Regions from separate parts of the Hordeum vulgare genome. Here region 2 is linked to region 1. The links are chromatin contacts, called in public Hi-C maps. All regions are on one chromosome and are shown on one strand. Each heading gives the region's core, a stretch centred on a gene start, on an enhancer-like site or on the middle of the called end of the contact. The rest is flanking DNA. Distances are from core to core; before and after follow the strand shown.

Evidence for each region. A called contact is a pair of places that touch in the nucleus more often than the background predicts.
Region 2: a Hi-C map of seedling shows a contact between it and region 1, with 4 times the contacts expected there. The contact joins the promoter of LOC123444284 here to the promoter of LOC123444283 in region 1. A contact is called at or near these places in 2 of 6 Hi-C or Micro-C datasets (leaf and seedling).

What each region holds. Positions count from the first base shown.
Region 1 is chr3H:464,180,099-464,187,773 of MorexV3_pseudomolecules_assembly, forward strand. LOC123444283 (tryptophan aminotransferase-related protein 3-like) reads left to right here and starts at 4,326. Exons shown (of 5, transcript XM_045120960.1): 1 at 4,326-4,725. The coding sequence starts at 4,376.
Region 2 is chr3H:464,678,143-464,685,817 of MorexV3_pseudomolecules_assembly, forward strand. It overlaps LOC123444284 (brassinosteroid LRR receptor kinase BRI1), which reads right to left and starts at 4,807. Exons shown (of 1, transcript XM_045120961.1): 1 at 855-4,807. The coding sequence starts at 4,601. The coding sequence ends at 1,245.

The sequences.
Region 1 (7,675 bases), core at 3,076-5,575:
TGCTTGGGTGGCTCATCGCCACTGTTTTTTAACTGGGGTGTTGCCATCTCTCTTCCGTGTTGCACCATCGTCCTTATCATCAGGGGTGTCCACCATATGCACATCGTAGGTGGAGGTGGTTGTCCATCATCCAGTTGTGGGAGGAGCGGTTGTGTCGAAATCTGCATATATATACCTTCGGCCTTATCCAAGGAGAAGTCGAGCATATCGGTTAAACCTTTGATAGTGGCTATCAAGTGGGTGGTGGGTGGGAAACAAAATTCCATGTGACTTGCCGCGAGACCGACCTGAAAATAGGTCGAGGTCAAGTCATCCGTAATATCCATAGTTTGGATCTGGGCCAACGTCTTGTTTGATAGCGAGAGGTTGGTCGAACTAGTCTTCAGGGCAGTGGCGGAGTTGATCTCCAGCGTGTCGGCACAGGCGGTGTGCTTGGCCAGGGTTGACCCCTAATCCTCGAACGCCGTGATGAAATCTGCGCTCAAGGCCGAATCCAAAGTGGGTGCCGCTCCGGACACGAGGTTAGGCAGGAGGCCCGAAGTCAAGGCTTCGGGGTTTCCGGGCTCATTGGATGAAGCCGAGAGCATTCTGAGGACCATACTGCCACGGGCATCGGGTACGCATTCTAGGTCACCGAACTTGATTCCCTACCATAGGGCGAACCCGACGATCTAGTCGAGGTGACCAGCCGCCTCGACATGCGGAAAGATGCTGCTGAACGCAGAAAGCTGGCCGGGGACAAAGATACCCCCGGTGCTAATGACATCGGTGGTGACCAAGCAAGCCATCGATCCCTCTAGCGATCCTACAGTGGAACTCTCAATGAAAGTACCAATGTCGGTGTCAGAACCGGTAGATCTCGGATAGGGGGTCCCTAACTATGGATCTTAGATGTATGGGTAACAGGAGACAAGGGAGACGATATTTACCCAAGTTCGGGCCCTCTTGGTGGAGGTAATACCCTACGTGTTGCTTTGTTTATATTGATGATGAAGTATCAAGTACAGAGTTGATCTACCTCGAGATCGTATGATGTGGTCTAAAACCCTAGGAGTATTGATCTTAATCTTCCTTACGGACTAGAAACCTCTGGTTTAGCTAGATACCAAGGGTACGTAGGGTTATACAATGTGTGTTACATCCGGAAAGAAACATGAAGATATGATCATCTTGACTTGGAGCATATACCAAGGCTTCGAAAGATAGCGTACTGGACACGACGTCGTCTTGTAGTTCGTCCCTTCAATGATAGTCATAGGGCGGTCCATGAGTCCGGTCCATGAAGATAGGTCAACGGACCGAGGACCCCTCAGTCCCGGACTCCCTCAATCGTCATGTAGGTGGTGGTGACTTTTGCATGAGGTTCTTTTGGATCAGGGATGAAAACTATGTTTAATTTTCACGAGAATTATATTTGATCGTCTAAATTTGTAGTTATGGTCAAATTTTCTATTTTGCATTTTTTGCTTTAAGGGCTCGCGTGGGCTATGGCCGAACAGACCCCGAAAAGTCGAATGGTTGTGTTTTACTACTCGGCCTTACAGGGTTTGTTCGGTTGCACCCTCACGAGCCCTTAAAACACGTTTTTGCGGTTTTTATAATCATTTTAAAGATATGCACGATAAAAATGTGTTAGAGATGCTCTTACACTTCAGAAATGATAAGTCCTTAATCGGAAATTGTTTTTGGTGGCCGAGCTTCATGGAGGCCTTTAAATTTGAAACTCAAATTTCATAAAAATTCAGATTTTTATATTTCAAAAAATTCTGAAAAAATACAAAGATAAATGAAGGTGGAACACACATGTGTGTAAATTTTCAGAAAAAAATACATTAAAATGAGGACTGTGCAAAAAAAGACAAATCTCGGGCCTTTTTACACAGGATACTATTCATTGTTTTAATCATGAATTTATTTTTTTTGTGCAGATCGTATCTCAAGGTATTATATTCTAAAATTTTACATACATACAGATAACAGCCTTCTTTACTTGCATATTTTTCTCAGATTTTTTTAAAACTGAAATGTTTGAATTTTGAATTTAAAAAAAAATCGACCTTTAAGAAGGCCGAGCTCCAAACGTCCGCTCTCCTCCTTAACTAGCTTCATACCAGATCGGAATCTGAAATTATTTACATGCCTATAATAAATCGTCTCGACTGCTTACACATCAGGTAATCTCTAAAAATATAGAAGCGCTTAGCTAGCTTCATAACAGATCTGAATCTTAAAATATAAGTCATGTTCAGTGCTTACGCATTAGTTCTAGAAAATGGTAGGACCGCTTAGCTAGCTCGACATCAAATCTGAATCTGACAATACTATTTAAGACCATCTACAGTCATGGCCCTGTTTGGATACTCTAACCGGGTTAGAGGTTAGAGTTAGATTCTAACTCTCAACTAACCCTGAACTAACTCTAACCCAAGAGGTGTTTGGATGAGAGGGTTAGATTGACAATAAATGCCCTTTCTCAATCATTTGGTTACTTTTGTCCATATTCACTTCCGGATTTGGTGTGGCCGATCGTTGTGTGGCCGGCAGGGCGCGGCAGGGCGGGGGCGGGCGGCCCGGCGGCGGGGCGGGGCGGGCCGCGGCAGGGCGCAGCGGCCCGCGGCTGGGGCGCGGCGGGGCGGGGGCGGGCGGCCCGGCGGCGGGGCGGGACGGGCCGCGGCAGGGCGCAGCGGCCGGCGGCTGGGGCGCGACGGGGCGGGGCGGGGCGGGGCGGCCCGGCTGCGGCGCGCGGCGGGGGCGGGCGGCCCGGCGGCGGGGCGGGGCAGGCCGCTGCAGGGCACAGCGGCCGACGGCTGGGGCGCGGCGGGGCGGGGCGGCCCGGCGGCGGGGTGGGGGCGCGGCGGGGCGCGGCAGGGCGCAGCGGCCGGCGGCTGGGGCGGCCGGCGGCTGGGAGGGCGACGGGAGGGACAGCGACGGGAGGGACGGGGGGTTGGTGGGATCTGGTGCGGGCTGGATGCAGTAGCAAGTGATTTTTTTTCTTCTTTTTTGTTCCCACCTAACTCTAACCCAAAAAAGCACCTCTTGGGTGGGTTAGAGTTTTTGGGTGGGTTAGATGCATCTAACCCAATCTAACCCTACCTGTTTGGATTTTTGAGGGTTAGATAGCTCAACTTTAACCCAATCTAACTCTAACCCTAGGATCCAAACAGGGCCCATATCCATTATACCCGTCAAATGCGTGAGTCACCAATTGAACATAAAAAAATCGATCCAATCGTTTAAGGCCTTAAACAGTTGAATTGACGACACCATTCATAACGAGTCTAAACAAGGGGCAAATATAAAAATATCTGGACGCACGCGGACACCCCCGCCTGACAGGGCGCGGCCCGCCACCAACCCATTATTGTCTCACAAAGCCACATATATTTGTCCCCATCCGTTCGTCGGACCAAATCTTAGCCACCTCACTCCACCCTCTTCACTCTCATCCACCATCCTAGCTCACCATCGGCGATCTTCAGCCTTCATCGTCATGACGGACAACGGATCCAAGTCCTTCACCTTCAGACCAGTCGACCACAAGCTCATCCCACGTGGCCCCAAGGAGGAGATGGCCGTCTGGCTTGCGCTTCGCTGTTCCCAGAAGGCGGCCACCCGGGGGCAGCACTCGGACTCGCAACGCCGGAAATCCATTGCGTCGACACAGCCGGTGCTTGGATCCAGCATCGCTGTCTCACAGAAGGCGATGCGGTCCGTCTAGCGTCCGAACGCCGTGGCGGAAGCGCAACCCCTTCGTTGATGCGTCAAGCATGAAGCATGGACGTCCTCGAACATGTCATGGCGCGGCGTGCCCGTCAGGCCGGGCAGCGGGCGCGGGAGGCGACTGTTGACGTTGGAAAGACGGAGTCACATTCTCCGACGCCCCGTAGGGTGCACCAGTGCGGTTGTCGCAACCGTGTCGTGTTGGACGTCGGCTTCTCCCACAAAGGATCCGTCATCGACATCACGTCCACCGGTAACGTCCGGGTTATAGGCTCCGACGAGAAAGAGTAGGTCATGAAAGACGACGGGAGCTCGAGTCCCGTGAACCGGCTAATGTCCAATGTTTTATTAGTTCTACGTTACATGTAATAATATGAATTTGTGGTTTCTAATTAAAGGCTATTCAGATGTAGAATCCATTAACATGACCGGTCAGGGTATGTGAACGCATCCGAACGTGTTCGTGAACTTTTATGGAGGCGCATTTGCAAGTGATGACCGTAGATCCTCGGCGTTGGGTACTGAACTAGATGAATTATCGAGAAAATGAGAGGGAGTGAAAATCAACTTAATCAAGCTGGCCTCACGCCCCACGGGCGCGCACGCTATAAAGCTGTGTGTCACCAGGGGTACCGGCTGTGAACACAGCCAAACAATGGAGTCCGCCTTTCCAACAGCAGCGCGGCTCAGCCTCCATTTCCTCCTCTACTCATCCCTGCTCCTCAACGCCCTCTTCGTCGCGCACCTCTTCCTCTCCGCCCCGCCGGCGCAGTCCCCGCTTCTCAGCGAGGTCAACAACGACGGTGGCAGCGGCGCGCTGAGCTGGGCGCTACGGGCGGCCAGGGATGCCGAGTCCGTGGCCGCGGTTGGTTGCTCCGGCCACGGCCGCGTGTTCGTGGATGGCATCGTCGGCGAGGACGGGCGGCCCGGGTGCGAGTGCAACACCTGCTTCGAAGGGCCGGACTGCTCCGTCCGGACGCCCGACTGCACCGCCGACGCCGACAGGTGATCGTTCCGACTCCTCGCTCTTGATCATAGCTCTTGATACACAGTACATGCTTCCATTTCTGATTCCTCCCTCACCTCGCCTTCCTTCGTTGTCGTGCGTGGTGGGCGCGCGTTGCTTAGAAGTTCTTTTCTCCATTGATGGCGTGATTTGGAACGGCGCCGTTAGATGCACAGTAATCTCCGGTTAATACTTGTATGATATTGCACAGTTCCGTCCATTCTCCATAAGTCAGAAGGACGCCGTTAAACGCGTGCTTCTAAATTCTACTCTAGTAATCATTAATCAACAAATTGATCGGGTATCGCCTAAAAATAATGCGTTTTAGACACTCGCTTCATCCACGACTGCATTAACCATACGTACCCATCATTTCATTTTCCAAAGCATCTTTAAATTTTATAATACTAATGGAACTAGTAGTTTTAGCACTCATAGCGACACGCCAAACTTGCAGTAGTTGTTTACCTTAAACATATGCACCTTAGCTTTTAGTTGATGCGACCATGTGTGTGAGAGAGTGAGGGGTCAACTTCCACGTCGCATTCAGGCAAGGAAAAATACACTTATTAGATGTCACATCCGTGGGGCCGGATATTTCAAGTCAGTTTCTCGTGTCCTCTATAAATAGTAGTAGGTCATTATTATTTGAGAGGTACCTTCCCCTCTGATATCGAGATTTTTTATCAACCACTAACTTCTTAAGAAACTATAAACTAAAATAAAGCATCATAATGATATAATGATATAATAGACATGGTCTATGTAACGACATGAGACATGCATGCACATTGATAAATGATGCTCTAAGGCTGTCCGTAATGGAAGTATCATAAGGCTGGTTGTAATGAGTACTATCATATACTAGTATCATGATACTAGTGTATGATACCACATCCGTAATGCATAGTATCATATGTTAGTATCATAATGTAGTTCATTTATTGTTATGCAAGACACATAGTAACACATCATTTAATATGATACGGTATCATGATATGATACTCAACACTCTATTTCTTCATTTAATTCTATGCCACCTCATCGAAAATGCTTAGTTGTCATACATGATATTACCATTACGGGCAGTCTAAGTAGTAGTATCATGCATGCCAACTAGGAAATTTTGATTAGATGTCATGGAATTAAATGAAAAAAGACAGGGTTGAGTATCATATCATGATACCGTGTCATATTAAATGGTGTGCTGCTATGTGTCTTGCATGACAATAAATAAACTATTCTATGATACTAACATACGATACTATGCATTACGGATGTGGTATCATAGACTAGTATCATATGCATGATACTATTATATGATACTACCCATTACAAACAGCCTAAATAGAAACACTAGAAGAACAGACTACTGATTCGTAGGGCCTCTTTGATTTACAGGATTCTCAAAATGAAAGTATGGAAAAAATGTAGGAATATGATGGCATGTCCTATAATATCCTATAGAATTTGAAAAAATGTTTGATAGCGCAGGGAAAATAAAAAAAATCTATAAAAAGGTTGAATGGATGGAAAATTTTCTACAGAATATAGTATAAATAGATCCTATGAAAAAATCCTAAGGATGTCAATCCTATGAATCAAACGATCATCAAAGAAAAAAAATCCTAAGGATAAATCCTCCAAAAATCGTATGCAATTTCTAGCCTCCCACCAAACCAGACTCTTGCCGTTGGGTCATAGCCTGATGGACCGCTGGATCTAGTAGTACTGATTTTGGAAGCAAGTTTGTTCAGGTATACAAGCACATAATTTCAGGCAACTAATCCTTGAAATTTAGGAAGCCAATCGAGCAGTTTGAGGAAACTAATTATGAACGGATTAATGTGGCATAAAGGCTTTTCAGATGCAATTTTTTTCCTTATGGTTTATATTTTATTTCATTACAAAGCAGATCATGTTTCCAATATTCCTGAAAATTGCATCGAGTGGAAATATTTTCTTACGAAGCACTTCTTGTTTCCAATATTCCTTAAAATTGCATGAAGCGCGAAAAAAGTGCTTCGATCTAAAAGATCATGTCCGTAGTTATTAGTTGCTTGCTTCCGACTGAAATTTGCTTCCATGTTGAGCGAAAAATCGCTTTCATGTGGACTTTAAATAAATTTGATTACATCGTGAACGTTCCATGTTGACTGGAAATAAATTTGCTTCCATATCAACAGGAAAAGAAAAATGCTTCATATGTGCATGTTACCCGCTTGTGACAATTTAGAAACATCCTACTTTCAAGTTCTTGATATTCCAATACATCATATGTTCCATTCGAAGGCTTCTTAGGTGATACATATTTGCATCAATTTGCTTGTCAAAATTTTCCTTAATAATTCATACACGACATTAGGTTTGTTCTTTTTAGCGGTGCAAGTATGTCTATATATCTATCTACAATTCTCCGACGACTTACACATTATGGCCGCAGGTTAATCGCATACTTTACTTATCCTCGCCATCTGTTATCATTTTCACACTTCTTTCATGTGCTTGGATGCTTCCTTTTCATGCTTCCATTATTTATGTGCTCTTCTTCCATGTATTGGTTTGAATATTGATTCCAAAGAAATCAAAAATTTTCTTACCTAAAATAAAACATGGCATTATGCACAATTTAAATACAACGAACCAATGGTCGTCGTGCTTCCTTGAGATCGTAGTGGTGCTTCCACTGAATGGCGAACGTGTGCCCTTTGCGATTGTAGTCGTTCTTCCTTCCAAAACTGTGTATGATGGTTGTGCTTCCTTCCAAAGCTGGTTGTGCTTCCTTCCAAAGCTGGTCGTGCTTCCTTCCCAAAGCTTTACGATTGTAGGTACTCTCAACAAAATTTATCGATGAGATGAATAAAAAAAGTGATTAAAATTTGTTAAAAAAACAAATGGTTAAAAAGTGAAAGTTGAGATGAATCAAACCCTAATTTGGGTGAGTACATA
Region 2 (7,675 bases), core at 3,557-6,056, 500 kb after region 1:
CTCATGAATTTTTACCATATGTGACAACTGCCGTTCGCCCAGGCCCAGCTCTCTCTCTCTCTCTCTCTCTCAGAGCGAAGGAATAACAATAAACAAACCATAACAAGGAACACGCTCCAAGCTCAAATCTGAACCTGCAACCCTAGGTTTGAACAGCCCTCTTGAGATCTGAGGGAATCAGCTTGCCACTTACTGGCTGGACACGGACGATTAGTTTAACCAGGCCTAAGCATTGGACACAGCACCATGCATCTACAATGGAGAAGGCGAGTATAATAAGGCGAGGCGAGGAGCCATGTTACCCATGAGATTAAGATATGAGCAGAGAGAGAGAGAGAGAGAGAGGGGGAGAGAGGACAAAAACTGGTTAAGGGAACCTTTGACCAACTAAAGGCTAAGCTAAGCTCACTGATTGATGATTTGAAGACAAAGCAAGCCCCGGAAATTAAAGAAAGGTGGCCGTGCTGCGTGAGTGCGCCTTCTTGTATGTGTGTGCGCGCCACAGTGCCTCCGGCCCCCCACCACACACCCACACCCACACCCACAGGCCATGCGCTACCTCACATGGAAACAGGAGCTGTGTCAGCCTCTTGACTGCCCATTGGCTGGTCTTTCGCTGTTCACCTCGGCCTCCCTCCGTCCTCCTGCCTGCCTGCCTCCAGTGTACCCACCCTCTCAGATTTACATAGCTCAGGGTACGTAGGGTTTCCACCGTGCATCTGCAGCAATGGTACCATGTTTTGATCATCAACTGATGCAACACACATTGTATGTACAATGCCCCAGCCAACTGCTAAGCAACAACAACACTCGAAGCGAATTTTTGACGAGGACGCAACCGCAGTCGAGGGAACTTGCACCGAAGAAAATCCACCATTTATATATGTACATACACAGCTCTTACTGGAGCGCTACGACAAAATAAACAAGGAGATGAAGAAGAAGAAGAAGAAGATGAAGAAAGCTGGCAAAGAAAGAGAAGAAAAAGGTGAGCTACTCCTATAGGTACATGACGGCTTGGGCTTACGAGAGCTACAAGGGAGGGAAAATTTCTTCTTATCGTGTACCATCACAGGGAGGTTCTAAGCTTGCGTGGGAACCTCAGAATGGTATCATCACATCATCATCAATCATCTGAGAGGCTGATTTCTACGGGTTTTTTCGCCCCCAAACCCAAACTGGACGGACGGACGGACGTGTTGCTGCCGGTCACCGCCGTCTGCGTGTCGCCGGTGGTCATCTTCCTAATCTTTCTCCTCCTTGGCCTCCTTGAGGGTCATGTCCATGACCCCAAAACCAGGATCGTCGCTCAGCCCGGTAGCCACCGACGAGGTTTTCGAGTCCACCGTTGACCCAGCCTGGATCTCCTTGAACATCGTCATCACCTTGAGCATCGTTGGTCGCCTCGACGGCCTGTCATCCAGGCACGCACATGCGATTTTCAAATGCTCCAGCAGCTCAAGCTCCAGGGTGGGATCGTCCTTCAGCAGCTCCGGGTCAAACACATCAGTGATCTTCAACTTTGTGTGCATCTTCACCCATCCTACAAGATTATGGTCCTCACCAAAATCTGTTGAATCCGTCGGGGGCTTCCCAGTGAGCAGCTCCAGCAACACAACACCGTAGCTATACACATCACCCTTGGTGGTGCATCGGAAGCTCTGGTAGTACTCCGGTGGCACATACCCCGGCGTGCCGGCGAGGGTGGACACGCTCAGGTGTGTGTCCACCACACTCATCATCCTCGCCATGCCGAAATCAGAGACCCTTGCCTCCAGATTCTCATCAACAAGCACATTGCTTGACTTCATGTCTCGGTGGATGATGTGCGGAATGCAGTTGTGGTGGAGGAATGCCAACCCCCTTGCTGCCCCGATTGCAATCTTTCGCCTTGCCGCCCAGTTCAGCCTTACCCCAATCTTTTTGCGGTCGTGCAGCACATCCTCCAAGCTGCCATACTTCATGAAGTCATACATCAGCAGCCGCTCCTCGCCGATCTTGCAGTAGCCGAGGAGCGGAACAAGGTTGCGGTGTTTGATCTTGCCAATGGTCTCCATTTCCGCTGTGAACTCCCGGTCACCCTGGCCACTCACATGTATTAGCTTCTTGATAGCAACAACCCTCCCATCCTTGAGCTGTGCCTTGTAGACATCACCAAATCCACCAGACCCAATCAAGCTATCATTGTGGAAGCCATTGGTGGCCTCAACAAGATCACCCAAGGTGAGTTTCTGCAGTGGCTTCTCAAATGCAGCAAGGTTGATGCTGAGAGCATTTGTACCAGAGAGTCTCCAATTGGAATTCATCGTGCCAGAATGTGACCGGCTATCAATGTATATATCACGGGAGGTACTTGCCTCGTCATTCTTCTGCCTCCGCTTCTTGCTCTCGATGGCTATGATGACCAACCCAAATATACAGAAGAGCGAGAACAAGAGTCCCATAGCAACGCTGCCCGCAAGGGACGCCTTCCTCCGGTTAGATTGGCCACCGTTGGAAGAGCCTTGCCCAGTATGCGACTCACATGGTGGCAGTGGAAAGCCACACAGACCGGAGTTGTTCTCATACTGGCTCTTTGGGAATGTGGCAAGAGAACCAAGCTCTGGAATTGTCCCATTCAGCTGATTACTCGACAGATTGATCTCAGACAAAGACAGTGACGAGAACGAGCTGGGTATCTGCCCTTCCAATCGGTTGTGCGAAAGGTCAAGTACTGCAAGCTTCTTTGCACCAGCTAGCTCTGTTGGGATAGCACCAGACAGAAGGTTGTGCCCAAGATTCATGATCATGAGGTAGAACATATTGCCAAGCTCCTTGGGTATCTCCGAGTCAAGCTGATTAAATGACAAATCCAGAAATATCATGGAGCCATTCTTGTTGAAGGTATACTCTGTGCTCCCCATGTACATCCTTGTGAAGTTGCACAGCTTCTTGCTCGGCATCCGACTAAGGTCCTCGGACCGGATGCTTGAGAACTCCAGCAAGCTGCCCTTGCCACGACACTGGCTGCTCAGCTCGTCGTTGCGAAGATACACATAGGGCCGCCCAATAATGAGGCCAACGGTCATCTTCCCCGACTGCTCTGCCAGCTCGGGTGGAATTGATCCATTAAGTTGGTTGCTGTTGAGGTCCAGCCATACCAAGCTCTTGCAGTCACCAAGCTCTGCGGGTATCTTTCCGGTGAAGGAATTATTGCTCAGCTTTAGGATTGCCAAGTTGCTGAGCTTCCCAAGCCACGAGGGGATCGGCCCAGACAGCCGGTTGCTCGCCAAGGATATCCAGTTGAGCTGCTTGCACTTGGCCAGCTCCGGCGGGATGCTGCCGGTGAGCCCGTTGTAGTCGAGGATGAGATGCTCCAGGCCGGGAATGCTTGACAGAGACGCAGGTATCTCGCCCTCCAGTAAGTTCTGCCACATGATAAGGTCCTGGAGGCGGCTAAGCTCGCCGAGGGATTCCGGGATGGAGCCGTTGATGTAGTTGAGACTGAGGTCGAGGGAGACGAGGTCGGTGCAGTTGGAGACGGCCTCCGGGATGCTGCCGGAGAGATAGTTGTTCTGAAGGTAGAGCACGCGGAGCCTCGAGTTGGGATCTTGGCAGAGGGAGTCGGGGATGCTGCCGGAGAAGTTGTTGGAGCTGAGGTCGAGCACCTCGAGGTCCGGCAGCGCAGCGACGGAATCAGGGATGGAGCCGCTGAAGTGGTTGAAGGAGAGGGACAGCGACTGGAGCTGCTGCAGGCCGGTGAAAGCGTCGGCGGGGACCTCGCCAGAGAAGTTGTTGTTGGACAGGTTGAGGGCGGTGAGCGAGGTGAGGCCGGCGATGTTGGGCGGGAACGCGCCGGCGAGATGGTTGCTGGAGAGGTTGAGCGCTCTGAGGCTGCGGCAGCCGGAGAGCGCCGCCGCGGCGACATCGCCGGCGATGAGGTTGCCGGATAGGTCAAGGTACTGCAGGCCGGAGCAGTTGGTGAAGTCCGAGAGGCCGCCGGAGATCTTGTTCCAGGCGAGGTCCAGCCACCGGACAGACCCAAGGCCGGCACCCACCATCCAGCGAAGGTCGGCATCTCCGGCGATCTTGTTGCTGGACAAGTCGAGGGCGTCGAGGGCCGCAAACCCCTGCCCGCCACCGCCACCGCCAGCGGGCTTGGCCGCACCAACCGCGTCACCGGAGAGATTCAGCGTCCGGAGCGCGCCGCAGGAGCCGGCGAGCGCGGCGACGTCGGCGACGGAGCCGCGCAGCGCGGCATTCCCGGAGAGGTCGAGCTCCTCGAGCTTGCCGCCGCACCTGGCGGCCGCGAGCGCGCCGCTGACGTTGGCGCCGCGCAGGCTGAGCCGCTCGACGGCGCTGAGCTGCAGCAGGGTGTTGGCGACGGCGCGGAAGTCGGCATTGAGCGTGACGGCGGCGAGCGAGAGCGACGTGAGCCGCCCGCCCCGGCACACCGCGCCGGGGAACCTGCAGGCGCCCTCCCGCGCGGTCCAGCCTTCGAGCGGCGCCTGGCTGGGCAGCGCCATCCTGAACTCGTCCAGCAGCTGCGCGTCGTCGGCCGCCGCCGCGAGCGCCGCGAGAAGGAGCGCCGCCGCCGCTACCGCCAGCCGCAGGCAATCCATGTGGGAGCTCGCTCGCTCTACCTTGAGACCATGCGAGAAGCGGTCTGCCGAAGTGGGAGCAGAGGCAGAGGGAGAGGGAGAGGAGGGAGAGAGTGTGGGGAGTCCGTCAAGATGGTGGTGGTGGTGGTGGGGTGGGGGGGGAGAAAGAAAGGGAGGGAGAGAGAGAAGGGAGGAGAAGCGAGGGAGAGGGAGAGGGAGAAGGGGGGGGCAGATTAAACAGCTGTAGGTAAGAGGGGGCAGTGGTGGTGGGGTCACATGGCATGTGCCCTCGCCCGCGAACGAATCGTCGTAATCCGGTGTGCGATTAGGGCTGGCTAACCGAACCCCAAAGCACGGTGCTTATCCGATAGTTACGGCGGACGCTTATTACCCGATCCCATCGGCGCGGCGGGGGCAGGGGACAGGAGCTGCGCTGCTCGAGGCGCGCTCACGTGCCGCCCCGGGTCTGGCGAGGCGAGGCGAGGCGAGGCGGGAGGAAATGACTGCTTTGGGTCTCATCTCATCATCGTCGTCGTGGAGGAGAGAGGGGAGGGGGAGGGGGAGGTCGCGGTCCGAGGCGGGCGTGCGGAATCCGGGACGCGTGGGCTGCGTTGCTTCGCGAAGGGTTTTTGTCTTTAATTCCGAGGTGGGCTGGTAGATCCGATCCGGACGGCCGGCCGGAACGAGCGTGCGTGCGTGGGTGCGTGCGTGCGGCGTGCCACCTTTTTCCGGGCTCCCCACAACGCCCCCCTTCTCTCGGTCGTCCCCCTCCCGGGCGCCCACGCAGGCAGCAGCGAGCAGTGTCAGGCCGATCGCTACGCTAGACTGCGCGACGTGATCAAGTCATCACGCACGGCCGCACAAGCTCGCCGGGGATGCCCTTTCCTCCCCGGTACGCCTCGGTGCCGTCGTTTGTTCGAGCCTTTGGCTGACCCCTGACCGTACGTACGCGCTGGTTCGACAAGCGCATGCAATTTCCCGCAAGAAACAATAACATAGCGCATGCAGTTACGCAGTGTTGTCTTGCTAGTAGACTTGCAAACCGTTGAGGGAATAATATCCATGCAATGGCCCTGTTTGGATCCCACCGCTAGAGCTAGTTTGAGCTAGTTTGAGCTGAACTAGCTCCCAAACTATCCAAACACATGGGCTAGTTTGGGTTAGATGCAAACTAACCCATCAAAAAAACTAGCCCTGAAAAGAGGTGCTAATTGGAGCTAGTTGGGGATGGACAGGTAAAAATAATAATATTTTGACCGCATCACATCCTTTCCTCTCCATCATCCCACGTCGCTCGGCCGCGCTCGCCCTCGCCCCGCCCGGCCGCGCTCGCCCCGCCCGCCGCGCTCGCCCTCGCCCCGCCCGGACGCGCTAGCCCCGCTCGGCCGCGCTCGCCCTCGCCCCGCCCGGCCGCGCTAGCCCCGCCCGCCGCGCTAGCCTCGCCCGTCGCGCGCGCCCCGCTCGGCCGCCCTCGCCCCGCCGGCCTTGCTCGCCCCGCCCGGCCGCGCTAGCCCCGCCCGCCGCGCTAGCCTCGCCCACCGCGTGCGCCCCGCTCGGCCGCCCTCGCCCCGCCCGGCCGCGCTCGCCCCGTCGGCCTTGCTCGCCCCGCTCCGCCGCGCTCGCCCCGCCGGCCTTGCTCGCCCCGCTCCGCCGCGCTCGCCCCGCCGGTCGCGCTCGCCCCGCTCCGCCGCGCTCGCCCCGCCGGCCGCGCTAGCCCCCCGCGGCCTGCTCGCCTCGCCGGCCGCGCTCCCCCCGCCGGCCGCGCTCGCCCCGCCGGCCGCGCTAGCCCCCCGCGGCCTGCTCGCCTCGCCGGCCGCGCTCCCCCCGCCGGCCGCGCTCGCCCTGCTCGCCCCGCCGGCCGCACCAGGCCTACACAAAAGTTGGCCACAACAAATCCTGGTTAAAAGATACACATGATTGAAAAAAATGCATTTATTGTCAAACTAACCTTTGCATCCAAACACCACCAAAGGCTAGAGTTAGTTCATGGTTAGACTAAAGTTAGAAACTAACTCTAACCTCTAGCAAAGTTAGAGTATCCAAACAAGGCCAATATGAGCATGAGCCGTTATTTTGGCACACTTGGACGTATGATAATCCGGACCAACAGTTTTTGGCCTCCTTTGGTTTTAGATACTCCCTTCATTTCTTTTACTTTTCATAATAGCTTTCTTAGTCAAACTTTGTAAATTTTGATCAAGATACTACAAAAAAAATTAACATCATTTATATCATTAGAATCGGCATTTGTAAATTCTTGTAAATTAGAATCGGCAGTAATCATCAGTAGTACCGCTGCATGCGGTACTGTCGTACTGCCCTCCTCTGGTTTGGCTAAGTCCGCTTTCCTATACTGCTAAGCGGAAGTACCACTCGCAAGGAAGTGGTAGTAACGCTCCGTCGGCACTACCGCCCCTTATGACTATGTCAGCTCAATGGGAGCCCGAAATTTTCGTGCAAGCGGAAGTACCGCTCACCAGAGCGGTGCTTGATACATCTTCGTCGTATCTACAATTTTTATTTTTCTGTGTCAATATTATACGACTTTTACATATTTTTTGCAACATTTTATATGATTTATTGGACTAACATATTGATCGAGTGTCAAGTGCCAGTTCCTGTTTATTGCATGTTTTTTTGTTTCGTAGAATATCCATATCAAACAAAGTCCAAACGCTATAAAAATTTACGGAGAATTGTTTGGAAATATATGTGATTTTTGGGAGGTGGAAACAACACAAACGGAGGCCCGTGGCCTCCACTAGGTACCAGGGCGCGGCCCATACCGCGTGGCACGGGATGGTGCCTAGTGGCCACCTCGTAAGTTGGTTGGGGATCTTCTTCGATCGCAAGAAAGCTAATTTATGGATAAAATCCCCTCAAAATTTTAGCCCGATTGGAGTTACAGATCACCAGGAAATTAAGAAACTGTGAAGGGCGGAAAAACAAGAACGCGAAACAAAAGAGAACAGAGAGGGAGATCCAATCTTGGAGGGGCTCCTGCCCCTCCACCGCCATGGAGGCCATGGACCAAAGGGGGAACTCTCCTCCCATCTAAGAGCAACTCTAGCAGACCATGTATAATCATGATCTGC